7 separate regions of the Mus musculus genome follow, and regions 1, 2, 3, 4, 5 and 7 are each linked to region 6. A link is a contact called in public ChIA-PET, HiChIP or PLAC-seq, capture Hi-C and promoter capture Hi-C data. All regions are on one chromosome and are shown on one strand. Each heading gives the region's core, a stretch centred on a gene start, on an enhancer-like site or on the middle of the called end of the contact. The rest is flanking DNA. Distances are from core to core; before and after follow the strand shown.

What was found. Promoter capture Hi-C pulls out the DNA fragments that hold promoters and counts their contacts. ChIA-PET counts read pairs in DNA pulled down with a chosen protein or histone mark. HiChIP or PLAC-seq counts read pairs in DNA pulled down with a chosen protein or histone mark. Capture Hi-C pulls out chosen DNA fragments and counts their contacts.
Region 1: a contact with region 6 is called in an RNA polymerase II ChIA-PET map of memory CD8 T cells, with 18 read pairs. The contact joins the enhancer-like site here to the promoter of Parp12 in region 6. A contact is called at or near these places in 1 of 39 promoter capture datasets (hippocampal neurons), 1 of 484 Hi-C or Micro-C datasets (nephron progenitors) and 3 of 115 datasets of contacts at active chromatin or transcription factors (embryonic stem cells, memory CD8 T cells and pancreatic cancer cells).
Region 2: a contact with region 6 is called in a capture Hi-C map of macrophages, with 2.9 times the contacts expected there. The contact joins the promoter of Klrg2 here to the promoter of Parp12 in region 6. A contact is called at or near these places in 13 of 39 promoter capture datasets (the HPC-7 cell line, cranial neural crest, embryonic stem cells and 8 more), 3 of 484 Hi-C or Micro-C datasets (the Ba/F3 cell line, bone marrow-derived macrophages and nephron progenitors), 11 of 115 datasets of contacts at active chromatin or transcription factors (acute myeloid leukemia, bone marrow-derived dendritic cells, bone marrow-derived macrophages and 7 more) and 5 of 9 other capture datasets (adipose tissue, embryonic stem cells, liver and 2 more).
Region 3: a contact with region 6 is called in an H3K27ac HiChIP or PLAC-seq map of microglia, with 5 times the contacts expected there. The contact joins the enhancer-like site here to the promoter of Parp12 in region 6. A contact is called at or near these places in 6 of 39 promoter capture datasets (the 3T3-L1 cell line, the HPC-7 cell line, hippocampal neurons and 2 more), 1 of 484 Hi-C or Micro-C datasets (bone marrow-derived macrophages), 7 of 115 datasets of contacts at active chromatin or transcription factors (bone marrow-derived dendritic cells, embryonic forebrain, embryonic hindbrain and 4 more) and 2 of 9 other capture datasets (adipose tissue and embryonic stem cells).
Region 4: a promoter capture Hi-C map of neutrophils shows a contact between it and region 6, with 2.4 times the contacts expected there. The contact joins the enhancer-like site here to the promoter of Parp12 in region 6. A contact is called at or near these places in 4 of 39 promoter capture datasets (embryonic stem cells, neutrophils and stem cell-derived epiblast-like cells), 1 of 115 datasets of contacts at active chromatin or transcription factors (memory CD8 T cells) and 3 of 9 other capture datasets (adipose tissue, liver and pancreatic islet).
Region 5: an H3K4me3 HiChIP or PLAC-seq map of embryonic forebrain shows a contact between it and region 6, with 4 times the contacts expected there. The contact joins the promoter of 4930502C15Rik here to the promoter of Parp12 in region 6. A contact is called at or near these places in 5 of 39 promoter capture datasets (embryonic stem cells, hematopoietic stem and progenitor cells, hippocampal neurons and 1 more), 1 of 484 Hi-C or Micro-C datasets (cortical neurons), 6 of 115 datasets of contacts at active chromatin or transcription factors (bone marrow-derived dendritic cells, embryonic basal ganglia, embryonic forebrain and 2 more) and 2 of 9 other capture datasets (embryonic stem cells and pancreatic islet).
Region 7: a FOXA1 HiChIP or PLAC-seq map of pancreatic cancer cells shows a contact between it and region 6. The contact joins the promoter of Dennd2a here to the promoter of Parp12 in region 6. A contact is called at or near these places in 9 of 39 promoter capture datasets (the 3T3-L1 cell line, cranial neural crest, hematopoietic stem and progenitor cells and 4 more), 1 of 484 Hi-C or Micro-C datasets (embryonic stem cells), 3 of 115 datasets of contacts at active chromatin or transcription factors (embryonic stem cells and pancreatic cancer cells) and 1 of 9 other capture datasets (liver).

The regions. Positions count from the first base shown.
Region 1 is chr6:38,808,195-38,812,020 of GRCm38.p6, reverse strand. The region is part of intron 2 of Hipk2 (homeodomain interacting protein kinase 2); the gene reads left to right. Among named protein-coding and RNA genes, the nearest start is that of Hipk2, 66 kb to the left of the region's middle. Within about 2 kb of position 2,405, at least 127 of the 459 cell types and tissues checked have an H3K27ac peak or open chromatin away from gene starts, as enhancers often do. A contact at or near this core is called in memory CD8 T cells and pancreatic cancer cells, where this site is marked.
Region 2 is chr6:38,635,457-38,639,427 of GRCm38.p6, reverse strand. It overlaps Klrg2 (killer cell lectin-like receptor subfamily G, member 2), which reads left to right and starts at 2,189. Exons shown (of 5, transcript NM_001033171.2): 1 at 2,189-3,052. The coding sequence starts at 2,362.
Region 3 is chr6:38,689,491-38,693,496 of GRCm38.p6, reverse strand. It overlaps a transcript of Hipk2 not described here. Among named protein-coding and RNA genes, the nearest start is that of Clec2l, 28 kb to the right of the region's middle. Within about 2 kb of position 2,731, at least 18 of the 459 cell types and tissues checked have an H3K27ac peak or open chromatin away from gene starts, as enhancers often do. A contact at or near this core is called in bone marrow-derived dendritic cells and microglia, where this site is marked.
Region 4 is chr6:38,831,386-38,835,226 of GRCm38.p6, reverse strand. The region is part of intron 1 of Hipk2 (homeodomain interacting protein kinase 2); the gene reads left to right. Among named protein-coding and RNA genes, the nearest start is that of Hipk2, 43 kb to the left of the region's middle. Within about 2 kb of position 2,351, at least 18 of the 459 cell types and tissues checked have an H3K27ac peak or open chromatin away from gene starts, as enhancers often do. A contact at or near this core is called in memory CD8 T cells and neutrophils, where this site is marked.
Region 5 is chr6:38,735,882-38,739,408 of GRCm38.p6, reverse strand. 4930502C15Rik (a long non-coding RNA gene) reads right to left here and starts at 1,893. Exons shown (of 4, transcript XR_003956279.1): 1 at 1-1,893. Hipk2 (homeodomain interacting protein kinase 2) reads left to right here. Exons shown (of 15, transcript NM_010433.2): 7 at 1,889-2,051.
Region 6 is chr6:39,116,946-39,120,405 of GRCm38.p6, reverse strand. Parp12 (poly (ADP-ribose) polymerase family, member 12) reads left to right here and starts at 2,057. Exons shown (of 12, transcript NM_172893.3): 1 at 2,057-2,599. The coding sequence starts at 2,247. It overlaps 4930599N23Rik (RIKEN cDNA 4930599N23 gene), which reads right to left and starts at 1,933. Exons shown (of 4, transcript NR_045813.1): 1 at 1,586-1,933.
Region 7 is chr6:39,555,787-39,559,745 of GRCm38.p6, reverse strand. It overlaps Dennd2a (DENN/MADD domain containing 2A), which reads left to right and starts at 1,912. Exons shown (of 19, transcript NM_172477.4): 1 at 1,912-2,171.

The DNA.
Region 1 (3,826 bases), core at 1,156-3,655, 310 kb after region 6:
TTGTGTGGAGGAAGGAGTCTTTCCCCTGTGGGTGATTCCGGCATCATTGACCCACACTGGGAACCTTTCCTAGTTTCCCATGAACTGTGAACAGGGTATATTTCCACACTGCCAGATTGTAGACTGAAGGTCTAAGTCACTTCAATAAAGGGTGTTGCCACATACAGAAGTTTCAAAAATGGTATAACTTATGCAGATCATAATATTTAAAAGGTGACTGGCTCACTTGAAAAACAGAACCTGCACACAGTTATGCATGGCAAGCATTAGCTCTTAAACCTGCCGTTTGGAACTAAAACAGCAGGAGGAGAGGTATGTGCAGGCTCACATTGGAGCATAGCATGTGACACTATCCAGCTTACTGACAGTCTCATTTGCCAACTCATACACATGTGGAAACAAGCAGAGCCACTGCTCTGTTTCTATAAAAAAGTGATCAATAAGTTAACTGGGCTGGTAACTTTTCAAATCTCCATTGTCCCTGTGACCTTCGGTTATATAGTATACATTTTGAAATTAGTCTTTTCTTTCAGGAATTACTAATTCATGCTCATAACTACTTGGTAATTTCCAGGGTAGCCTGCATGTATTTGAGTAGCTCTATGCTGCAACCTTGCCAAAAACAAGAGAGTAAGGGCTTGTGCATGCTCATAAGTACTGACTTACACATAGCACAGTGAAGCCCATACACAATATGCAGTTATGGGTGTGCTTGTGAGAAAGGGTGGCATTAACTCTTTCTGCAGGGATGCTGATGTGCATTGCCAGAGAATGCTTGCAGGTGAGCACACATTTAAGGAAGGACACATGTATATGTTCAAGACAGAAGTGACCATCCACCTCAGAAAACAGAAGCCTTCCAAGTGTCTGTGGGGTCTGAGGGCCCAGATACAGACGTTGTGTCAGTGTCCTGGAAACTCAGCTCAGCTTTCTGCCTTGTAGGGCTGCCAGCTGCATGCCTTTAAGCCTAAAGATGGGAGGGATAGAACCACTCATGGACTCAAGTTATAGATTAGTTTTCAAAATGAGCTCTAGAGACCCTGCCACTCCTCAGTCTCTCGTGATGCTTGTTAGAAACTGGAGACATCTGCCATGCCAAGCCAGGTTAATAGGCAGGTGTTCTGGGAGGAGAGCAGAAACAGGCATTGGTCAAGTTTCACAGCCAATCCTCTCCTCCTCCTCCTCCTCCTCCTCCTCCTCCTCCTCCTCCTCCTCCTCCTCCTCCTCCTCCTCTTCCTCCTCCTCTTCCTCCTCTTCTTCCTTCCCCTCCTTTTCCTCCTCCTCCTCTCCCTCCTCTTCTTCCTCTTCCTCTTCTTCCTCCTCTCTGTTCACTCCCTCTTCTCCCTGCACCACCCCCTTCCTTTTTTTCTGGTGATCAGACTTGGGGCCTTGGGCATGGTGCCTAGGATTCTATTAATCAGCACCCCCATCCCCCCAACTTCTAATTTTGTGATGGTGTCTCATTAAGTGGCTCAGTTTGGCCTATCTACCAGACTAGCTTAGCCTCAAGCTTACAATCCTCTGGCTTCAGCCTCCTGAGTAGTAGAAATACAGGCCTGTGCCTGGCTGCTTTTCCTCTTCACACATTTTAACCCAGTATTGACATTCAGAAGGCTGTTGACAAGTTGTAGCTGTCAGATGTAAAGTTTGTAGATAAAGATCCACCAGTGAGACTGGAGTCTGTATGTGCATCACAGTCACTTCTAAAGTTTCCTTCTACCTTCTTTGTCGTCATGGTCACACTTTGTGTATGTGCTGCATGTGGTTTGGGCTTTAATCTATCTCACACAGTATGAAGAGTGTCCCCTGTCAAGATTAGAGAAGGGGTCACAGGTGGCAGTCTGGCCTTGAGCTGTTGATCTTTCTTATAAGCGATTTGTAGCTCCTCTGAGGGTCCATTTGTTAAACGTCTTGTGATTAAATCTCTAAAACTCAGGGGTGGGTGTGGGCCTGAGCACCAGAGGCTTTCCACGGAGATCTCTGCCCAGGCCTAGTGGGAGAGTTCCGGCGAAGGGAAGCGAGTGTGGGCAGGGAGGTGGAGTCTCTGCCCTGCCTTCCAGATCACTGGTAACTGCACTGAGTTGGGTTGGGCTGGGCTGAGAGGCTGACTATCCAGTGAGGAGTGCAGCGGAGCCTCAGGCTTCAGGAGAGCCGATCTCTTCCCAAGTGTTACAGCTCTTGGAACAAAGGACTCAGACAACAGAGTAGTTCTCGAACACCTTTAATTCTCTGGATGGATTTATATACAGTTTTGGGGGTAATTCAGGGTTCTACAACAGGTACCTCTAATTGGCTTGGACTGAGAGTTTGGGGGAAACCTTATTTGCATGTGGGAAGGCTTGGTGCTGCTCCTACATGACTCATAGCCACACACCTCTCCTGCAAGGGGGGGGGGGCGGCGCTGTGGGGATGTGGGACTATAAGGTAGTTGTTGAGTGTGGTGGGAGAGGTCATGAGGGTTGGCAGACTGAGGGGGTGGATGATTCAGAGGAGGATGTTTGGAATGAGGTAGGAATAAGAAAGCAGATGCCCAGCAGAGGAGATAGTACTGTATGTGACTTTAGTATAATTTCAGTAGATAAGAGATCTCCTGTTGATAGCTCCAGGTCACTCTCCATGGCCCCAGCTGTGATGGGGGCCATAATTCCCATTCAGGCATTGTACAAGCAATTTTTTTTATTTCCAAGTATGTGCCAGGCACTGTGTTTTGTGCTGACCTTTCAAGACATGAGTAGGAGTACCCTCAGCTATGCAAGGACGGTCTCTAACCTGAAGTGGGATGAGCTCCCTGGTCCCACTCCTCTCTCTGAATAAACTGAGGAGTGGCTTGTGCTGCCCTCCAGTCACTTTTCCCATTCTCTCAGGTGTTTGGGGCCACTATGTCAAGTCTACCCCACGGCAGCAAGTCTCTGCTGCCCTCAGTCCCTTCTAGCTCACCACTCTGCCAGATAGGGTGCATGGTAACTCTTCTCTGTCCCCATCAGCTGCTGCCTCACATGGAGTTGTCAAGGAGGGTAACTGAGAACAAACAAGCCAAGCATAGCTTGTGCTTCATAGGGGAATCAGTGTTTTGGGGGTACCCGTGGTACTAGATAAAAGCTGAGAGGGTGACATTAAGGAACCATTTTCTTTGTTTGGGTTCCCATTAGCAGACCCCTAAACAAACAGAGGTTTGTGTTCAGGTGGTCTCTTTGGTAGGTGGTCCAAGAATCAGGAATAAGGGCTAGCAGGATGATGCTGACCAGCATAAGTGTTATTAGGAACTAGAAGCTGGAAGCATATAGGACTCCATCCCCTGTAAGAAGCTGCACAGAGCCTTCTCGAGCAGAGCATAGAAAAAGCAGGAGTCCCTAAGATTAGAGCTGCTTTTGTCCCTTTAACTTGACTGCACTCTTTGGAGATGAGTGTGTGTGAAGACTAAATGGGCTTTAGTGTTCCTGGGGGTTGCTACAAGGCAGTTAAGCACAGTGAATACTGAAGCCAAAGTATACAAAGCTGAGATGGTGTAATCCACACCCCATGTGAGCTGCAGCACTGTGTCTGTGCTATTGGCTACTGTGTTCCCCACCAATCACATGGCTGGTATTCATAAGTGGAAAGGGATTTAAGGAAAATGCTTTTGTAGGCAGATTTAAGAATTGTAGACTAAAGCCGGGCGTGGTGGCACACGCCTTAGATCCCAGCACTTGGGAGGCAGAGGCAGGTGAATTTCTGAGTTCGAGGTCAGCCTGGTCTACAGAGTGAGTTCCAGGACAGCTAGGGCTATACAGAGAAACCCTGTTTCGAAAAACCAAAAACCAAAAAAAAAAAAAAAAAAAAAAAAAAA
Region 2 (3,971 bases), core at 940-3,439, 480 kb after region 6:
GAAAGGAAAGGAAAGGAAAGGAAAGGAAAGGAAAGGAAAGGAAAGGAAAGGAAAGGAAAGGAAAGGAAAGGAAAGGAAAGAAAAAAGAAAAGAAAAATTCTAGCCTGGCAGTGGTGGTGCTCGCCTTTAATCTCAGCACTTGGGAGGCAGACAGGGGCAGGCAGATTTCTGATTTCTAGGCCAGCCTGGTCTACAGAGTGAGTTCCAGGACAGCCAGGACTACACAGAGAAACCCTGTCTCGAAAAAAAGGAAAGGTAGAAAGAGCAGAGGTTTAAAATGCACTAGGGACATGGACTGAGGGTGGGACAGTTCTGTTAAGAGAAGGTTGATGGTGACAAAGGGCGCTAGGGATTATGCCAGGTGTGAGCTCCATCACTGAGCTATTCCCCCCACCATTTTTTCAGTCTGGGTTTTTGTTGTTTGTTTTTTGAGACTCTCCTGTAGCTCAGGTTGGCTTGGAAATCATCATGTATGGTCTGGAGCTGCTGATGTCCCAAGTGCTGGGGTTACAGGCAACCTATAATCACAGTCCCATGCCTTTTAAGATGCATTTTCATGGAACTAGGAGAAGACAGCTCAGTTGGTAAGGGGCCTGTTGTGCAAACACAAGGGCTTGAGTGTGACCTCCAGAATGAATGTCTTGTTCACCTGAAGTCAGACTTTGACTGAATTGAACTACCCCTTGTTGTTGTTCTTTTTTGCTGTTGTTTTTCTTTTTTGTTTGTTTGTTTGTTTGTTTTTGTTTGTTTTATTTTGTTTTCCAGACAGGGTTTCTCTAGGTAGCCTTAGCTGTCCTGGAACTCACTCTGTAGACCAGACTGGCCTCAAACTCAGAGATCCGCCTGCCTCTGTCTCCCAAGTGCTGGGATTAAAGGCGTCCACCACCATGCCCGGCGAGCTGTTGTTTTTCAAGACAGGGTTTCTCTGTGCAGTCCCAGGTGTCCTGGAACTTGCTCTGTAGACCAGGCTGACCTCAAACTCAACTGCCTCTGCTTTAAACTACCTCTTTTATCTGCTAGCCCTACCCTGGAGTACTGGTTAAAAACAGTAGTGGCCTCATGCCTCTTCAGACTCAGGAAGTTCGGAAGGGACCTTAACAAATCTGTATTTTAAAAGGCTATTTAGGAACTGGAGAGATGTTTGTCAATAAGAACTTGCTGCCCTATCATCAGAAATCAAGTTCAAATCTCAACACCGACATCCAGCAGTTCACAAATGCCTGCAACTCGAGGTTCAAAATAGCTGAGCTTCAAAAAGCAGGCATATGCTACATACATGTCAACACTACAAGTAAGTCTATAATAACAAAAATTGTATTCAAGCCAAGTGTAGTGGTGCATGCCTTTAATCTCAGCATGCTTTTAACTCCGTGAGTTCCAGGACAGCCTGATCTACATAGCGAGTTCTAAGACAACCAGGACTACCTAGAGAGATTGTCTCAAAAAACAAAATGAAACCAAAACGGCAAAACAAAATAAAATACAACAACAACAACAAAAATCAAGACAAACAGAAAAATCCACAAAGCTCTCCACAAAGCTGTCTTCGAACCATCATGCTACCTCACTAAGCTGGTAGAGCACATGACACTTCATGGGGAAATGAGCATTCTCTCCTTGATTTTTTTATTTCGTTTTTATTTTTGTTTGTTTCACTATAAACTCAGGCTGGTCTGAACTTGCTATGTAGACCAGGCTGGCCTCAAACTCACAGAGATGTCTCTGCTGCCAGAGTGATGGGATTACAGGCATGGACCAAAGCGTCTGGCTCATTCCTCGTTCTCCGTGTTAAGTCTACAAGTAGTCAAGCTCCCAGAGTTGGAATCAGGACTTCAACCTTTCACTCGCTTCCAAACCACAACCGGTGACCCTGTCGCCATCACTTTTCCTTGTTCTGATATGTCTGAAGTCCTTATCCACGCAGATTTAGCCAATCCCTTCCCACTCAGTCTACAACTGAATCCACCCGCAGCACAGAGCCAGCAGGGGTAACGGGTGGGGCTCGGGATGAAGGAGAGGAAGGAATCTGCCAGTCTCTGGGTTCCCAGTGCTGCCTTAAGAGCCACCGCCCACTCTGTGACTCGCTCAACCGGGTCCTCCCAGCAACCGGTGCCACGGAAAGGCCAGGCTGGAGTTCCGAGGGTGTGGCCAATCCATAGCCACAGCCAATCACACAGGGTCCTCTAGTGAAGCTGTTAGTTGACAACGTGAACGACCCGAAACTTCTGGGGACCCAGCCTAGAACGCGACGCTCGCACGGCGAGTCTCGAGTCGGCGCGGAGGACGGAGCGGACCCGGGAAGCGTCTAGAGGAGGCCAGGGTGAGACCGGGTCCCCAGAGGAGCCCTCGGAAAGCTCGGGAATGGAGCCGCCGCAGGTCCCGGCGGAGGCGCCCCAACCCAGGGCCTCCGAAGACAGCCCGAGGCCGGAGCGGACCGGGTGGGAGGAGCCGGACGCGCAGCCCCAGGAGCTCCCGGAGAAGTCTCCGTCTCCAGCCCTGTCCGGTTCCCCTCGCGTACCGCCGCTCAGTCTGGGCTACGGCGCCTTCCGCCGCCTGGGCTCGTGCAGCCGCGAGCTGCCGTCTCCGAGCCCCTCGTGGGCCGAGCAGCCCCGGGATGGAGAGGCGGAGCTGGAGCCCTGGACGGCGTCAGGAGAGCCCGCACCCGCGTCCTGGGCGCCCGTGGAGCTGCAGGTGGACGTGCGCGTGAAGCCCGTGGGCGCGGCTGGGGCTAGTCGCGCGCCCTCGCCTGCGCCGTCCACGCGCTTTCTCACCGTGCCAGTGCCCGAATCGCCAGCCTTCGCCCGCCGCTCCGCTCCCACGCTCCAGTGGCTGCCCCGCGCCCCGTCACCAGGCTCCACGTGGAGCCGAGGATCGCCGCTTGCCGCGAACGCCACCGAGTCTGTCAGCCCCGCTGAGGGTTGCATGGTCCCCCCGGGCTCGCCCGCCTGCCGCTGCCGCTGCCGCGAGCCCGGACTGACCAAAGAAGATGACGCGCTGCTGCAGCGCGCAGGCATAGATGGCAAGAAACTGCCGCGGGCCATCACGCTCATAGGTGAGTGCTCAAAAGTGCTCGTGCCCGGTCCCTGAACTAGACTAACCAGAAGCCAATCTGGCTGCCCCCAAATCCATCCTGCTTCTGTCTCAGAATTAATAAGAATCAACCCAGGATCCTGCCCCTAGCCCTCCTCCCGGAAACTTTCCTTCCTTCTTAGTGTGCGCAGCATCTTGGAGAAGTAGAACTCTGGGTAAGGTGAGGGGAGATGATTCAGAATCACGTGGCAGTGGTGGCCTGGGTACACTTCCAAGGGCTGGGCTCCTTTCCGCCTTCAGGAGGGTCACCCATCAGCACACACGCTGAGCTGGCCCCGCGCCAGATGGCATGTGTTTTGCTTTGCGTGTGAAGGAGAGGCAAGTCTAGCAGTGCAGAAAGCCCCTGTGTTGGTTTACTTTTTCTTACTGTGATAAAATGCTGACCAAAAACAACTTGGGGAGGAAAGGTTGTATTTGCCTTACAGGTTATAGTTTATCATCATGGGAAGCCAAAGCAGGAACCTGGAGGCGGGAACAGGGGAACAGTAGCAAAACCACGGAGGAAAGCTGTTTACTGGCTTTCTGCTCGGCTTTCTTTCTTGTACCACCCACCCCACCTGCACCCGCCCGTAGTAATTAAGAAAATGCCCTACAGATTTGCCTACAATCTGTACTTGCCAATCTGGTGGGTGCATTTTCTCAAGGGAGGTTCCGCTTTCCAGAAAATCTTAGCTTGTGCCAAGTTGACAAAACAGTAACCAGTACAGCCCCCTAAAGGTTGTTAGTTAGAGTAAGGAATTGCTCTGTTGTGGTTGGTTTACTGGGCCACCCTAGGTCGTGGGTGGCGGAGGTTCATATTAGCCTTGAGAGAACAGAGAAGCCTGAAGGGACTAGAACCTTGCCCAGTAAGCAAACTGCCCAAACGTGGGGCAGTGGAAAAG
Region 3 (4,006 bases), core at 1,482-3,981, 430 kb after region 6:
CTTGCTGGCCTGCCATGTAGCTGCTAGGACAGAAAACAGAAAGAAGATTGCTCTGTGCCCTCAGCTAGCAGACAGAATTCCATAAGGCAAGCTCTCCTTTCATGGCCCAGCCTGAGACTGCACACACACACACACACACACACACACACACACACACCCCACCAGCTACTGGATCACAGCACACTCCATCCTGGGTCTCACAGGCTTTGCCCCTCACTCATGTTTTTCCCTCTTATTTGCTTTACAAATTTTCAGTGGAGAAGCCTAAAGATTAAGCAAGCCTGAGATGTCCTTACCAAATTGGAAAGGAAAGGAAAGCTGTCCCTTCCTATAGCCAAAGAACCCTCACAAAGACATCTGGAGATGGACAGATGCATTCCCTGGTCCTTTCTGGGCAATATGACTTCAGTGACCTTCCATTTACCTTACCTTTCTATCCTGCCTTTTTTTTTTTTCATTGCAGTTATTTCAAAACCACTCATCTTCAAAGAGGAGTGGAGTAGTGGCCCTAAATGTTGCTACTCCAAGGAACTGATATCCCTCTAGCACTCCTTTGTGATTAATTGATCTCATGCTACTGTGGGAAGCTAGAAAACAAGCAAGCAACCTTCTCTGATGACCCCACACTGTATCCCAGGCTGAGAATGTGTAGGACGGGCTGGCAATGGCAGTATCGGCCCACTTGCCTTAGTCTCCACAAACAGACCCAGACAAGTCGGTCAAGCCACTAGAGAACCAAAGATGGCAAGATAAGGCTTAATTGCAAAAGGAACCTCATGAACTTTGGCACTATGGCTCACTGTAGTAACCGCCCGAGGAAAGGTTTCCCGAGTCTTTGGGGTAGCTCCTGAGAAGTAGCTCCAACCAGAAGCTCAGAGCTGCCAGAAAAGAGGTCCTGGAGGTTCCCTGTCACAGAACCTCCATGCTGCCTGACTTCTAAGCTAGAACCCCTCCCTGCCCCAATCCTTTGAGTGTCCCTCATCACAGACCCATCCAGGAGAGCATTATACTAATTGTCTCTTGCTGCACAAGAGCAGTGTCCCTCATGGAAGGACTCACTGACATTTGTTGAGTATCCACACACAATATGCCAAGCCCTTTCTCCATGTCCCCTCAGAGATCCATCCATGGGAAGAAGTCAACACCCACTATGTGACAGATAGAAAAGCTGGCCCTCTGAGGAAGTGGCATGTGTGAAAGGGGAACACGATGCATCTCAGAGCCCCCAGGTTCTGGTTTTCTTAATCCGATGTTCCCACTCCCTGTATGCCAAACACTGTGCTAAGAATTGCTGACGAGCCCTAGGACAGCAGCCGTGCAGGACCTGTGCAGAGGAGGCGCCTGGCTTGCAGACCCCGGGGCCTGCCCAGGCCACCTAGCTAATAAGAAGGGAAGTCAGATATTCTGTCTACTTGGCTCTAGAGCTGAGCTCACACACCAGCCTCAGCTGCCTCCCTTGTATAACAAGGACAGTCCTTTGCAGAATGTCACACTCTGCCTGCCCCCGTGTGACAGTGGACTTCAGCAGGTATGTGCAAAGAGGGTTCCTGGATTGGATGCAGGTGAAAGAGGCAGAGTTTGACGTTAAGAAAAGTCTCTGGGGAGTTCCTCGGGATTCCTGGAATTCCTGTTTCTAGCAACTAGCTTTAGCCACTCAGGCTGCTGCAGCTCCCATGAGAGTGCAGGGAAGGTGTTCTTTCTTTTAAATAAATACATAAAGATGATTTTTTTTCTTGCTTATAGTTAATCTTAGGAAGGCAATACTAAAAGTATATATTTTTTTCCAAAATGCTATTTTTTACTGTACTTGATAAATATCATGACAGCTCTGATCTCTGTAATAGGCCCGCTCTTCAGCTCTGCACAGAACCGGAAGCCAGGTTCATGCCAAATCTGTAAATACCATGTGGGTCTGTGTCCAGGAACTTCTGTTTTCTATGAAGAAACAGACAAAACAAAAAACAAACAAAAAAAAAACAAAAACAAGAAAAACCCAAACAAACAAAAACAAAAAAGGGGAGGGGGTAAAGGCAAGAGGACTTTTGGGAAGAGAACAAAATTGAATTTTCTTGCAGGAAACACCCTTCTCAAAGAGAAGGACAACAGCAAAAATGGGCAGAGCAGCCGCAGAACGGGAGGAGGAGGAGGCGTCGGTGGGGCCCATGGCGGCCCTGGGGTTGAGAGTGCTGTGCTAGAAGTTTCATTTCACCTAAGAGATGACAAAAATCTAGAAATGCTTTAGGGCTAGGCTTTAACTTCTTCAAACTCTGTTTTGGGTGGGTTTCTTGTTTCTCTTTTCTTGTAAAAATGTCTGTACTGACTGGCTCCAGGCTTGTTTGCCTAAATTCTTAGGTGGTTTACACAAGTTCTCAATTCTTGTAGAACTTTAAATCCATTGGAAGCAAACCCAGCCAGTGTAGATCTGAGGTCCTGGCTGGTGTCAGTAGGTGTTCTGGAACTCAGGCAGAGCACCTAACAAAATCTTCAGAAGGTTTTAGCTACATTATCTTACACAAACTGTGACCCTAATGGCAATAATTACCTCAAATGTGGGCATTCGTCCTGGTCTAGCCTTTTTTGAAATCATGTAGCCAGCTTGATCTTGTGATTTAAAAGACAATGAATTGTTCCCTGTGGGCTGAAAGTAAGGATTGACGCATACCCTGGTCACTGTTGCCTAAGTGAATTCTGAGAATAAAATTCTCATCATTACACCAGAAGTGAAACCAAGAAGAGATGATGATGTCTGCGTGTCATAATCAGCATGCTGTTCAAGTGCACAGAGCATGTTTCTCTAGGTAACGTGCCCTCTGAGTTCTCCACTATCAAGTAAATGACACAACTGACTGTAGATACTCATACAGACTTCTGGCTACATTTTATAGTTAAAGTATTTTATAGTTTACATTTAATCTGGTACTTTTTAAAAAGAAAATTGTTTATAACTGACATCTTCAACCACAGCGATTGACTGACTCTTGTTTTAGAAGCTGTCTCCCCAAGGCAGGCATGTTCCACTCATGCTGTGCCACAGCCTGATGCATGTGTTTCCCTTATTGTTGCTTTCCAGTGAACCTGAAAGAATGTGAAAGGAAGTCAAGAGGGAATGGGAAAGGGCGAGTCCTGAACCTGGGCCATCCGCAGAGTCCGGTGCCGTGTGCGCCAGAGCTTGGAGGGGCGGTGAGACTGATCCCCGCCGCCTCACCAACACTGTCTTGATATGAATGCTTCCTTTGTGACCGGGCCACTCACCTGGCAGTAGGTGATGCCGGCACTCAGCAGCTCTGCAGGTCTGGATGCTGCTCCTGGGTCCGCAGTGAACCTTGGTCAGCATTTTGAGAGGGAGAACAATACCCCTGTGCCCATGTTCACTGGCTGGATTTTCCACGTGTTGCTGGTTTTGTCAGTTTTTTTTTTTCTTTAAAACAAACCCCATGTAAAATAATGTGTACTTTAATTCACCCATTGCCTGGCTAAGATGTGAAACTCAGTTCAGAAGATGGCTTCAGAGCCAAAGGGCAGGGGTGGGCAGTGCGGGATGGTCCTGGAGACAGAGGGCTTTGCAGGGATGGAAGCAGGCTTCAGAGACATGAGCAAGAGAAGACAGGAAATGTCAATTTCCCTGACAGTTTTGTAAGGTTTGGGTTGGGTTTTTACTGGGGTATTTTGTTATGTTGTGTCTTTACGACAGGTTCTTACCATGTATCCCTGGCTGGTCTAGAACTCACAATGTGAACTGGGTTTTGTTTGGTTTTGGTTTTCTCTTGTGCCACCACTGAACTGTGGAGGACCCGTGGCGACCTGTGGTGACTCCTCACCGCCCATGTTTGGTTTGCGCTCACAGCATGCTCTTGTGTATGTTGAATGTCCTTGTAGAATGTTGTTCTCACGCTTCTTAGTCATATCCTAGGCGTGTGCGTGTGTGTGTGTGTGTGTGTGTGTGTGTGTGTGTGTGTGTGTGTGTGTGTGATTTGCTTTGCACTAATAAACCAAATGAATTTTGTCT
Region 4 (3,841 bases), core at 1,102-3,601, 290 kb after region 6:
GAGGCATTTTTTAATTCTATACCTTCTGCTTATTCAGAAAAACATCTAGGTAGTAATTGTTGTGTGCATACTTGAAGTCACTAACACTTATGATGGCCAGTGTCATCTCATTATTTATACCTTCATCTCTCTGAAACATTCTCACATTAAAATAAGGAAGAAAAGGGTTAAACTACTTAGAAGTTGTACGTCATCCTCAGGAGTGTGAGCTCTGGTTTTGATGGCTAAGCACCTTGTGCATCAAGACAAAACCACATTCAGCCACAATGGCAACATAAGGAAAGTAGAGTGCTCCTTAGATGGTTCTGATACACACAGCAACAGATTGCTCACGTGCATGCTCCATTGGGCCACTGAGGTCCTCCAGTCCCCCTGGCCAAACAGCTTCTCCTCCTTGGATCAGGGCTGCTTATATAGCAAGGGAAAGAAGACAAATTCTCACCCTGGCTTCAAAGTTCTGGCCCAGAAACAATACCTCTCTCACACCTTTTTTTTAAAAAACTGGCTTAAGGCCTCACTTGTGGCCAAACCTAACTTTTGTATTATATGACTTGAGTCTCTTAAGTTCTAGCAGGAACTTTGAGTGAAAGGCTCAAGAAAAGTTACTAAGATTCAGTAAAAACAAACCGAAACATTTATAATTTTCTAAGACTTTATTTATTTATAATTTTATTATAACTTTTTTATTTATAATTTTTGTGCTTTCAGTAGGCATTTTTAGTAACATGGAATATGAAAATACATAAAAAGAAATGCTTCACTTTCATAATTGTCCTAATACAAATCTCTTCTCATTTCATTTTTTTTCTGCTCTCTTGTTCATTCATAAAAACCTGCATGCCGCATCCCTCACCTTTGCCAGCATGCTGAGCATTGTGAGTACCAGTTTTTACAACCTATCCTCATGTAATTTGATAACCATGGTGGGCTGGCCAGCCTCACACTACTTGTTTCTCACTATTCATCTTTTTAAGAGTTCACTGTGTGCCAGAGTTAGAAACAGAAAACACAACACTTGTTTAATGCACACAAAGCCCTTGTGATTTACTGCTATTATCCCCACTTTCTAGGGGAAGGAATTGAGGTTAAGTGGCCTGCTGGATACATAGGGGTAGAACTGCTTCTGGCATAGCTGGTAGAGACACAAAAATGATCTAAAACTAATCCTTGGAGCCCACAGCACAGTGACACTGGAGAGGACCGATATTGTGAGGCTATACCATCTACCACCACAGTGTACCATCTGACATCTCAGCCATGGCCTGAGACACCAATGGCAGGGACCCATGTGAGAGCAAGCACTTCTGCCAGCTGTAGGTCAAGTGGCTTAGAATTATGGAGCTGTTGAGTAATAATATCAGGGGATATGTTCAATGACAGTGACTCACAGTATAATGTCTTTGTGAAAGACCACAGAACCCACTTTTAGAGTCCGTGTGAGTGAGCGTGGACTGTTGGATGTATGGATAAGGGATCCCATCTGCCTTCTATATCTGCACATGTATGCAGACACACACACATTACCATACACTGCATTATTGTAGTCCATAGTTTCCAAAGCGCACGGCAGTGTTTACTATTCTGAGGGTGCTCCTGATTCAGGGATTCTTATTTTCTCTTTGTTTCTCTGTGTAGTTCTGGCTATCTTGGAACTTGCTTTGTAGACCAGGCTGACCTTGAACTCAGAGATGCTCCTGCCTTTACCTACTGAGTGCTGGGATTAAAGGCATAGGCCGTCACTGCTTTGCTCTTTTTTTTTTTTTTTCCTCCTTCCCTAACTTTCTCTGCCTCCTCTCCTCATTGCTCTTGCCTGCCCTTTCAGTCACAGTAGGTGACACTTCCTCTGCTTCCCTAAACTGACCTGTAACTGAATTTAATCAGATGACAGTTGAAAGCAGGTGAGGGGAATGGCAAAGTTCTCCAGAGAATAAAAAAGGGAAGGTAGAGTTGCTGTAGCAAATAGGGTTGCCACACAGACCAGCAAGAGCAGCAGATTGTCATACCCTCAGACGGAAGGTGAATGAGCCCTGCCTGAGAGACTTCTCAGGGAAAGCAGGGCCCATCCATTTCCCATCATCAGCCTCACTGCGCCTAGGCAACACGCTCCACAAAGTTCTCTGAGCAGCTGGCTGGCAGCATCTGAGAAAGTATTCAGAGGAACACATAAAGGTGAGGACAGAGGCAGCAGCTGGGTGTGGCAGTGATAGCAGACCCTGTGTTACGCTCCCCTTTCCTACCACAGCAAGAAGTTGAGGTTAGGAAAGGTGAAGTCTTGTTGTTCCTGTCTGTGCTCTTAGGATCCCCAGTGATGACAAAGTGAAGTTTCATGGTGTTCTGAAGTCAGACCTCAGTCATGATGCATGAATGTATTTGCATCATGAATTAGTTGTTCAGTGTCCTGGCTGGAATGGGAACAACAGTGTTGGAGGAAAGCTGTGGATACTTCTGCAGCTTTTCTGCCTAGAGGTGACAAATACAGGCTGTGAGGGCCATGAGGACAAGTTGCCATTTGGCTTAAGTGACAGCTAAAAATACTTTGTTATAGTTTGAATGCAGACATGTTTTTCTCAGTGAAATACATCCTGAATTGTATTACAGAGTAGTATATTCCTTTCCTAGAGCTACTGTAACAAAGTAACACAAACCAGGTGGCTGAGAACCACAGAAATGTAAGCTTCTGCAGTTCTGGAGCCGCAGATGGGAAACAAAGGTGTCACCATGTAGAACTCTTTTTCTCTTCCTAGGGTCTTGTAGACCCTGTAGTCTATGGTGTATCTTACATTGCAACTGCGTTCAGTTTCTGCCTGTGTCATTATGTGGACTTTTCTTTTCTTATAAAGGCGCCAGTCAGGTTGGATTAGGACTCACCCTAATGACCTCATCTTAATTTGATTATACCTGTAAAGACCCTGTTTCCAAATAAGGCCACATTATAGACAGCTGCTGGGAGCAGGAAGTTCAACACACCCTTTTGATGAACAGATAGTAATAGAAAAGAATTTACCATAGTGGAAGACACCAACATGGGAAGCTCTGCTTCTAAGTGTATCAGATTTTCTGGCTAAGCTTGAAAAAAACCAATTTAGTAGTGAACTGAGCATGGAATAAGCAAACATTTGGGAATATCCAATTTTCTTCACACCAGCTTATGAGTCTCACTTTATAATTTATAAGGCATTTCTAAGGGATAGCATAATTCATGTGAGGCTGACTGACCTTACCAGCCAACTACTCGGCCTCCTCAGTGACTGTTGTAAGTCTGGGTGGCTGAGGTGGTCTCTAAGGACAAAAAGAGCAATTTTGGTGAGAATTCAGAGCCTTACTACCATTAACAGCACAGTAAGCATGAGGAGGGACCCTCCCTTCCCCAGCCATACATAGGTGCAGCATTGTCACAGCTGTCCATTAGAGGGTCTTCATGGAGGCTTCAGACCTGTCCCACATATTCAGATTTAGAACTTGTTGTTGATGTCTTTAACCTGCTACTTGCCTTGATAACCAAGTCACTGCAGTGGTTTCTTCACATGCACAGATATAGCTCTCTATGGCCTCCCCCAGACACACAATGATACTCTGCAGAACTCAGTTTAGTGTAAGCACTTTGCTCTTACTTGTTTCCATATGTGTGACTAATATACACTTACAGGTTATTTAAGGCAGGATTCAGGGAAAGCACAAAATGAAATATCTTACCTCAAAGGATAAAAAGCAAAGGCTGTATTTTTATTTTATTTTATTTTATTTTATTTTATTTTAAATGTTATGTCATCTTGACAACATTACATTTTAGTAAAGTGCTTCTGGCCTTCTTAAACTTATGCTTACTACATGTATTTTGTGC
Region 5 (3,527 bases), core at 644-3,143, 380 kb after region 6:
GTTTAGTAAGGAAGCTTCCGTAGTGTGTTTCACTAGGAGCAATGGCAATTTAGAACTTAGAAGGTCAGCCCTCGGGAAAGGCAGGTTACCCCTAGGCCTACCTAAGAGTGGGCTGAATATTTGTAGGTTCCCAGAAGACCTTGAAGCGCTCTAGAGTGGGACCGAGCCTTCAGGCCTACCCAGCCTGCTTTGGGCCCCACCCGCGGGCCTGGGCTTAAGCTGCTCTAGCATAAGGTTTTGCAGGTAAAAGCAAAACCACTCATTTCTCTACACCAATATTTTGGTGTACATATTTGTAAAAGCCAATTGTTTTATAAACTAACCCAAAGTAAAAATGTTTGTCTTATCCCAACAGTCAAATTTTAGCCCAGTGTAGGGAGGAAAAAAAAAAAAAAGCTCTATAGCCTGAAAACTATACATTGAACCATCATAAAATCACTGAATGCTTTAAATGCATCCCAAAAAAAAAATGCATCCACATCATTTTATCATCTTCAGCTCAATGTAAAAGCATGCAGCATGCACTTGGTACTCACCAGGACCTTCAGGCATGCTGTTGTTTACCAATGAGCATGTTTTCTCTTCTCTCTAGGACTACCAGTTTACTCACCATGCGTTGTGTATCGAGCGGCCAGTGTAAATAGTCATTAACTTAGAAAGAAGTAGGACTCTCTGGGTCATGACCAGATTCAATTTCTGAAATTTGGAATGTATCTTTCATGAAAATAATATTCTGGGATAGCCTACAAACATCCATTTTGTCCAAAATAGAGCATACCTGTAGTATACAGTGATAGATAAGTGTTACCTTGTTTTATCCAGTTATTGCAACAGACATTTTAAATCATAGATTAAATGAGGCTTTGTCTTAAATATTAGCACTTGAGCAAAAGTGGCCATAGAAACAGAAGAGGCAGAAGCGCATGAGGAGCAGCATATGAAGTGAGTAGAACACAGTGGATGCTTAGGAGCTGGAATGGCAGATGCCACTAAAGGCCTTCAAGAGGCCACTAAAGGCCTTCATGCCGGGACCTGTACTCCTTTAATGCCTGTGTAATTAGGGGTTAGTTTTGATTCAGGAAGAAAATGGAGGAGAGAATTCTACTTCATGGAACTAGACAAGAATTAGGACAAGAAAGGAATAAGGAAGTTAGGAATGTGTAAAAGAGAAGGAGGGGTGTGAATTGCCAATTAGTGATTATTTGTCTGGCACATTATCTGTCTTAGACCTTTGGCTTCACTTGTAAAAATGGAACAATGATTTTAATTCTGTCTTGTGGATGGTACAAGACTGAATAGGAGACTGCAAACACATATCACTGCTCTCAGTAAAAATTAGTAACCACTTTCATTGTTTTCATTTCGTGACAGGTTCCAGTGAGACAAGTCAGCCTAAGTTCATGACCCTGGGTGGGAGAATTATTTGGCTGACCCATAGATGGTGCTAGTAGCACATGGGATGCTAGAATGGTGAGAGGCTAGACATGTTGTCCCTAAGGAAGACAGAAGTAGGTTGTAGCAGCTCCTAATGTCCTTGGTTGGAGAGTTAATCTCGTTGGTCAAGCACTACACTTAGAATGAGCAGTGAGAAAAGGTAATGGGGGGGTGGGAGGGGGGTAGATGCAGTGAAGCATGTGTGTGATAAGGGAGTCTGTCCATCCAGGGCAGATAAAGGACAAGAAGACAATGGGAAATTTGCTCACACAGTGCTGACAGTTCAGCAGCACACTTGGGGAAAGCTGGGCTATTTGACGCTAATGTGGATATTTACTGATTGTTTTGCTTACTGGATTAACCATTCTGTCTTTTTCTTTCTCTTTTCTCTCCTTCCTCCACCTCACCCTCTTTCTTGTCCATGTGTCTCTGCCTCCACCTTTTGCATATATAGTGTCAAATCTTGTTTCCAAAACATGGAGATTTGCAAGCGCCGGGTGAATATGTATGACACAGTGAACCAGAGCAAAACACCTTTCATCACTCACGTGGCCCCCAGCACATCCACCAACTTGACCATGACCTTTAACAACCAGCTGACCACTGTCCACAACCAGGTGAGTGGCAGGCACCAGGGAAAGGTGGGTGGGGCTAACCATCAGGACTCAGATATCCCAGATATCCCCCTCCAAACCCCAGCAGTCTTCCCATGTTGTCCTTTTGGGCCTGGAAGCTAAAGTGCCTGCTTCCTCAGCCTTTTTTTTTTTTTTTAAAGAAGCCAAGGGGAGACGTTTCTGTTTTGACTCTGGGACTGAGATGGTGCCTCTTCCCGTTTTCCTCTGAGCAAATGTGGGGAAAAAAGCCTGCTAAGAAATTGTAGAACCAGAGCTAGAGGAGTCCCTCCTTGCACCCTGTGTCCATGCTGTCTGTATTCAGGAGAGGAAAAACCTGTTCATTCTCTATGTCATAGAAAAGCCAGCTCATAGGTCTGTCACCGGAGTCCTAGCAGCTCTTCCCAAGGGATACAGGAAGCTGAGCTTCCCTTCACGTGGATTTTCAACCTTCTGCAGATTGGCAGGCTCAGCAACATAGGACGATGTCTGAAATACAGACAGAAAATACACTCAGAAAAGAGCTACTGAATGAAGACTCTCCACAACCTGATTCACCCACCTCTAGACTCAGAGGCTTGAACCGTTACTCCCATCTTCCAGTCTTATAAGTCCCCAAAGAAGCATTCCCAGACTCTCCAGCCCTAATACCAATCTGTAATGACAACAGTGTCCTTTGTGTTGTTCATACCTCTGCATAAGGACATACACCTTCAGAGCAGAGGAATAAGTATGGAAACCTACTGTGTGAATGCAGCAGCTGGCTGTCCACTTTTGTTGGCTGGTCCTCTCCCATCACTGAGGAGTCACTGGCCCCTGCCTTCAGCACTGCTCTTATTCGCCGGGCTTTATTGGCCTGTTCCCTCTTAGCTTGAATTCTAGTTGCTAACTCTCTCTGCTAACTCTCTCTGCTTAGACTGAGTGCCATCTGGAATCTGCTGCCCCCTGGAGGCCATCAGTGTTCCTGACGCTATCTGTCCAGTGAAAAGCTCACACTTAGTGCTTAGGGTCAAAGACTTTTCTTACCAGCCCTTCAACTAGCCCTCAAGTTAAGGCCTTTCCATCTAGAGCTTCTCAAAGCAACCACTGGCGCTTTCTTCATTACCTTGAGGCTTGTTTTCCCATCAGTCCTTAGGAGACTCTTAATCCTAACGCTCTAACCTCAAATTCTTCGTTCCCATCTGCCATCTGTCCCTTCCAATACCAATCTATGTAAGACAGCACACAGGAACGGGCACTCCTCAGATCATGTATGAGGTCAGCTGACTCCCCCTACCCCACCAGCCCTTCTATAGATCTCTTTATAGCCATCAGACTGAGGTCTACATCAGAGCAGCCCACCTCCATGTTTCCTGTGATATGATAGCCTCACATCCGTCCCAAAGAGTATCACCAAAACTGAAAATCACAATGGCAGGTCCCAAGTAAGGGCACCTCCCTTCTCCATGACACTGAGACTGCAAGGTTGCTAGGTAGGACCAG
Region 6 (3,460 bases), core at 808-3,307:
CCCAAGTGCTGGGATTAAAGGCGTGCGCCACCACTGCCTGGTCCAAAGTCATATTCATGCCTGAAGCCTACTTCCCTGTTCTAGCCTAAAATTAGATTCCTGCCTGAGTTTACTTCCTTGTAATGGCCCAATGTCAGATTCCTGTCTGAAGCCCATCTCCTTGTCCTTGGCCAATGTCCTGCCAAGTGGCCCGAAAGTTCTCCACAACTCATGACCTCTGGAAAAGCAGTCAGTGCTCTTAACTGCTGAGCCCCCAAAATCTAGTCTTTATACTCATTTTTTTTTTCTTTTTTGAGAAGGGTTGCTGCTGGGAAATTGAGCCTAGTGTTGTATGTGTTGTATGTTTATACAGTCTACCACTGAGTTTCTGGCCCAGCCTGCTGTCTTTTTTTTTGTGGTGTGTGTGTGGTAGGATGTCATTTCTCAGGAGCTTTCCGCCTTTTTTTTTTTAAGTTTATTTATGTATATGTATGTGTGTGCCACAGCACACATGTGAAGGTCAGAGGACAATTTTGGGGGTGTGGGGTGTTTCTCTCTCCATCCCCTTTTACCTGGGTTTTGGGGATCCACCTCAGGCTGGCAGGCTTTGGACAGCAGGTACTTTTCTCTGCTAAGCCATCTCTCCAGTTCCCGCCTTATTTTGAGACAGAATCTCTCACTGGGTTCCAGGGTTTGCCAATTGGTCTACTCTAATCCCATTTTATTACATTTTTGTAGTAATACTCCCCCCCCCCCCCAGCACACACCTTCCTAAGGATTGAGCCCAGGGGCTATACCCTCAGTTGCTCTTTTCTGTAGTATTTTATACTTAGAATAAAATTTTATTCATTTTAAATTAATTTTCTAAGCACTCACCTCCCAATTTTCAGCCTTCACCTTTCCTTTTTCCACTTTCCTAGTACCTCCCACACTCCACTGTGACCAAAGTGTTGGGTTTGCTTCATGCTCACTCAAAAACATCCTACTGTGTACACTTTCAAATCCAGACTGGACTAGAACTCAGAGATTGCCTGCCTCTGCCTCCCAAGTGCCGGGATTAAAGGCGCCTTCACACCTGTCGTGCCTGGTGTCTGAAGCGTCCAGAAGAGGGTGTCAGATCCCTCCTGGAACCAGGGTTACAGGCAGTTGTGAGCTGCTATGTGGGTGCTGGGAACCCGGCCGAGGTCCTCTTCCAGAGCAGTGCGGCCGCTTAACCTCCGATCAGCCCCATGGAATACTACTTGATTACAATCTTTTCTCACAACATACTAATGTCCTTCTAGGTCAAACCCAGAGAATTAACATGCTTGTTAAACTCTTGTTGTCTGAATCACCGTCTTACTGTTTCCAGTACTCCGTCCTCTCCTGTGAACATGACTTACTAACGCTTTTATTCCCGGGAGACTCCTGGAGGAAGGAATGGGGGTGCCAAAAGTCGTATTTTAATAGGTATACCCCCACACACCCCCGTTTACTTACCCCGAGAACGTTTAACTCCCAGGGTAACACACAGGAGAGTTCTTTCCGGTGAGGAATCGAACTAGGTGCATCACCTTTACTCAGAAGGGGCGAGGGAGGGAGGATCGGCCCCCTTTAAAGGACGTACCTACGCTTTCCTTCTGGAAATGCGGGATCCGCTACAAAAGCGGAGTGTCTGGCAATTCGGAGCGACTGTTTCCGTTTGTTCCGGGGTGCGGTGGGACCGGGTCCGTCGTCCCCGCTTCCGAGGCCCGCCTGCTAAAGCCCGCTTTGGCTCGGGCGACTTCTGAGCCCCCCTGAGCGCGCCGGCCGACGCACCAACCGGCCGCAACCGGCCGGCGCCGTCTGGAAACTTCGCTCGGCTTTTCCGAGATCGAGGTTGCTGACTGAACCCCCCGCGGCGTCCCTCGGGCCTAGCTGAACGCGCCACTCGCCTCACAGGACGCTGCTGCCTCGAAGGGAGCGGCCACGACTCCCTCAGACGCGGGAGTCCGGCCCCGTGAGGACCCGCGCCCCGCATCTCCGGCCGCGCGACGCCTCGAGGCACGCCGGGTCGCCCAGTGCGCGCGCAAGCGAGCGCGGGCCGCCGTCGAGCCGCGCGGTCCCCAGCTGGCGGCCCTAAGACAAGGGCGCCGGCTCCTCAGCTGCGGCCCGAGGGCGTGGCAAGGCCCCACGGCTCCTGTTTTCCCGGCCGGAGCCCGCTTTCGGTTTCGTTTCCTTCCAGCGAAACAGTGGGGCCCGGCCCGTGAAAGGCGCCGCCGTCCGTGCTAAGCCTCAGTCCGACGGCCATGGCCCAGGCCGCGGTGGCAGTGGCAGAGGTGACCCAGCTGCTGTGCGCGGCGGGGGGCGCCTTGGAGTTGGCGGAGCTGCGGCGCCGCTTGCGAACCAGCCTGGGGACCGACGCGCTGGAGCGGCTGCTGCGGGACTGCGGGCGCTTCGTGGTGGCCTCGCGGGCGGTCGTGGCCGTGGGCGCGGGCCGGGAGGCCGCGGCGGCAGCCTCGGAGCGCTTGGTGCTGGCCGTGTCGTCGCTGCGTCTGTGCCGCGCGCATCAGGGCCCCAAGCCGGGCTGCACCGGGCTCTGCGCGCAGCTGCATCTCTGCAAGTTTCTCATCTACGGCAACTGCAAGTTCCTGAAGACCGGGTAAGGACGCCAACGGTGGGCTTGGGCGGATGCTCCTGGCCCTCCACTCTCGGACCTCCACCCTCGTCCCGTGATTGGGGCAGACCGCTAGGTGACAGTTCCTCAGCCTCGCCTGTCCTTCACTCTCAAGAACGTTTATTGATCACCTACTTAGTGACTGGCAGTGTATGGTGGACTAGCACAGATAGAATGTGGTGCCAAGAGGGACACCTGAGCATGGCAGTATGGCCCCCAGGAGGGAAGCTGGTCCTCAGGGCTGCTTTGAGGAGCAGGCAGCAAGGCTTGCTGTCCCAGCTGTAAGGAGGCTTTGGAAGTGCCACTCAACTTCTGTTTGTCTGTTTACAAGCCGAAATTCAGAATTTCAAGATCCATAGAGAGTTCCGCTCTCCTCTAGCCACAGACCTTCCTGGGTGCCTTTCTACACCCCCACCCCCCACCCCCCACTTTGTTTCATTTAGGTGGCAGAGCCCTGTCTGGAATGCCCTTCCTGGTTTGCTTTTTTAGCGCCTCGGGCAGGAGCTGAAAGATTTTTCGCTTTTTTGAGCTTTCTCTAACTCTTCCACAACACACTTTATGTCCTTATTAGTCTGGGCTGCTCTCTGCTTGCACCTGCAAGGTGATTAGTGAAATCTGTTTATACTGAAGAATTTGGGCCTCACCTTAAAGGTGATAAGGCCTGTTGAATGTCAGCTGTGAGGTTTGTGTTTTAGGAAGATGTCTTGGGTAATGATTCGGGGATGCTGGGTTAGGAGAGGATGTTGGAGACTTCATGCTTCGAATCTAGTCCAGTTATCTAGAAGGATTAGTTTCTTCCCTCCCTGCTTCCTTTTGCTGTAACAGTAGACATCACTTTTTATGATG
Region 7 (3,959 bases), core at 663-3,162, 440 kb before region 6:
GGCCCAGTTCCCATTGAACTTTGCCAGTTTGATGCTGTGGGGTACCCTGTGGCCCTGGGACTAATTAACCCCCAAGAAGCCAAGCCTTTGATCTTTATTTAGAAAGGGAGAACTTAGAAAGATGCAAACAAAGCAATACTTTGAATGCTAACACTTTAAAAAAAAAAAAGCTTACACTTGGCAAATGTCTGTTCTGAGAGTCTACAGTGCTTCATTGAAACGGGTGTGGCATGAAGAATTTAGGAAGGCCTCAACGATCTCCTGCAATGAGCAAACCCCTCAACTATGAAGGACATGCAACTTTGTTTCGCCTGGAACTTTAAGTCCCAGTTCCCTGGTGTCTGAAGTCCACTCTCATTACCATACCTCACCCCCTGCACACAGACTAGAGATCTCCTGCCTCAGTCTCCTGAGTGTTGGGTTACAGACATGCCTCGCCTGGTTTCCTCTTTATATGAAGCTCTAGTTTTCTTCTGAGGACCCACTTTGTGAAGTTGTAAGACTCTGGGTCTGTACCTATCCCACCCCCAACTGGCCACCCCAACCTAAGCTTTAGGCCATTAGGCTACTCTTGAAGGTCTCTAATAGCCAGGAAGGAGACTGGCTGGCACCTACCCTCAGGGCAGATAAATTGTCACTGTCAGGCCTGAGCACTTAGCATCTGGTGTTTCTCTGCTTGGACCCCTTTGCCTTTAGCATAATATTCAAATTCTGCCCAGGCCACTTGAATCCCTCCAGGCCTACCCATCGATCCTTATTCCCTCCCACTTAAGGGTCCCCCAAATACCATAATGTGACACCCCCACAACACCAGTCACACTCTTCCCTCTTTTCAGGCTGTCTTTTCTTGCCCTGTTTCTCCACCTTCTATAACTGATTCACTATCGCTGGTCACCAAAGCCCCAGAGAATGCCCCAGCCTGTGTTGGCTCCCTTAAGGCCCCCACAGCATTTTCAAGTGGACTCCAATTTGGCAATCCTTTTTTTTTTTTTTTTTTTAAGATTTATTTATTTATTATATGTAAGTACACTGTAGCTGTCTTCAGACACTCCAGAAGAGGGAGTCAGATCTCATTACGGATGGTTGTGAGCCACCATGTGGTTGCTGGGATTTGAACTCTGGACCTTTGGAAGAGCAGTCGGGTGCTCTTACCCACTGAGCCATCTCACCAGCCCCCCAATTTGGCAATCCTACTGTCTTAAAAACCTCCTGTGTGAGTGCTTTGACTGCACCCTGTGTACGTGGGACCGTGGGACCGTGGAACCGTGGGACCGTGGGACCGGTGTGCTGTAGAAAGCCAGTTCTCTGATCACTTTTCCTGACCAGGGCTTGGGACCCATTCTGTACCCTTCTGTAGGGAGGTGGGCCCCTGGATCCTTATGGCCCAGGCTCCTGAGTTGCTTAGGGGCAAATATGGACCCTTGGGTCCAAATAGCTTGTCTCATGACTGTGAGTTGTTGCTTATGGGCAAACTGGGCCTCGAAGGCCTATCTCATGACTGTCAGTTGCTTGGGGGCAAATGTGGAGCCCAATTCTGCCTGAGGCGTCCACCCTAACTGCTCAGAAACAAAGCAAGGGCAGGGAGTGTGGCTACGGCTTTGGTGCTGTCTAAATCTGGTTCTCGGCCCCTGGCTAAGCGCATCTCAAGAATGGACCTCAGTCGGGGTAGCAGAGAACCGGTTCGGCGATCTTCAGCACAGAAAAGGTTAAGCCACCGTCTCCCCCACCCCTCGAAAGGCGAGGGGGCGAGTGAGTGCGGCAGAAGGTCCTGTTTACCGTGGCTCCCCTCGGCGGCGGGCCCTGGGAGAGTGGTTGCTGTGGCAACCGGCCGGGCGCCCGCCAGCTGCGGATTAGCTCACTGGAGCCGCGGGATGGGTCGGGAGGAGGGGGCGCGCGTCACTGCAGACGGTCGCGGCGCAGCCCAGGGCAGAGGAAGGGGCCGCGCGCGCGGGAGGCCAGAGGAGACGCAGCACGCCTCCGAGGCCGGAGGCGGCGGGGACCGGACGGGAGCGCGCGCGGCGGGGACCCGAGGGGCTCGCGGCGGCCGGGGGAGGCCGCGCGGACAAAGGCGCGGAGGGCAGCGGGCCATGGCGCCCCAGGCCCCCGCCGCCCCTGCCCCGGGCGACCGCGAGTTGCGCCCCAGAACCCGCGGAGCCGACGCCCGTAGAGAGGTAGGGCTGGGCGCCGGAGTGCGGGCGACCTCGGGGGAGACCCGGGAGGGTACGCGCGGGGGCGACGAGGAGACTGCAGGCGCAAGCCGGGGCTCCTCGCAGGCGGCGCTGGGGACGCTTCAGCGGGGCCCTGGGGACCCGCGCAGGAAGCGATCCACAGCTCTTTCCCGGGTCGGGCTAACTTCAGGGCCGAAGAAACTTGCAGAAACTGGGCAGAGCCCGGCCCTGCGCTGTGCCGGAGCTCCCGGGCGGCTGTGAGTGAGTACGCGCGTGTGAGACCGAGTGTGTACGCTGGGGTGGGGGAGTCCAGGCGGCTCTAGTCGGGATTTGTCGTGGTGGAAAGTGGGGTACGTTGAAGTTTACTTCTCCCACTTTCCTCCCCAAGGATGGAGTTGGGAGTAGATGGAGCCCAGGGTAAGTCTCTTAACCACACAGGATATAGTCCTGTGCAGGAGAGTCACTGTGATATGGAGTCAGACCACTGAGCCAGAGGGAGCTCAGCGCCCGGAATCCTGTAGTGAGGGGCAGACACAGGAAGCTAAGGAGTGCCTTCCTTTGGCCCTGGATTGGAACAAGGAGAGAGCTGGGACCCTAATTTAACCAGCCTGCTGAGGAAGGAGCAGGCTGACTTCTGGCCGGGTGCTCTGATGGCTTTCAGGGTTGTGACTATAGCTCCCCAAAAGACAGGTAATTGTGGAGTGTGGTAATAGTGTTATAATAGGCACTTTACAGTAATTTGTTATGAAACACTTGCACCTGCTGTGGTTACTATAGAAAAGCCTTTCTCCTTCAGTACCAAACACCTGAAGAGTTGAATAGGCTCTTTAGGGAATGGACCACAGAGGAGAGAGTTGGAGATTCAGAGAGGAAGCAGAAGGCAAACAGAAACAGACAGTTTATTTATTTGAGACAGGGTCTCAGTATGTGACCCAGGCTGGCCTCAAACTTAAAGTCCTCCCTTTTGTCTTAACTCTCTAAATTCAGGATTACTGGTAGGCAGGCAGGCTCAGTTCAGGGACTTGTTTGTTTGAGGCAGGGTCTCAGGTAGCTTAGACAGACCTTGAACTTGATTTTGAATTAATTTTTTTAAATGTACTATATCTTTATGAGTTTCCCTGAATGTATGTCTGTACACCATGTTCATGCAGTGCCCACGGCCGCTCTAGTGCCTATCCTCTAGGACTGGAGTTAGTTACACACAGTTGTGGGCTGCTATGTGAGTGCTAGGAATTGAACCCAGGTCCTCTGGAAGAGCAGCCCGAGCTCGTGCTCTTAACTGATGAGCCATCTCTCTAGTCCCTGAGTCTACCTCCAAAACACTAGAATTACGGGAGTGTGGCACAAACCTTTATGAGATGTCTGGGGTCAAACCTGGGGCTTCCTGCTTGCTCAGTAAGTTCTCTACCAACTAAGCTATGTCTCCAGCTCTGAGACTATTTTTTAAATTAAAATAATTTTATTGCATTTTTATTTATTGTGTATGTGCTACTAGTCATGTATGTAGATCAGAAGACAATTTGTAGGAGTCAGTTCTGCCCTCCCATCGTGTGGGTGGTCAGGATTGAACTTTCAGGACATCAGGCTGAGCCAACTTGCCATTCCTCAGAGACTGTAAGGGATGGTAATAAGGGACTGGCAGAGAGCTTCGTGTCTGGATGTTCATTCTGGAAGATGCACCTGCCAGGTCTTACTTCACTCATATAAATGGGTCTGCGTGCTGGTGACTGGGGACATGTTGGTACCAGAAGCTACCATTCCAGTCTGGCCTGGCTATTCATGCTGTATGCT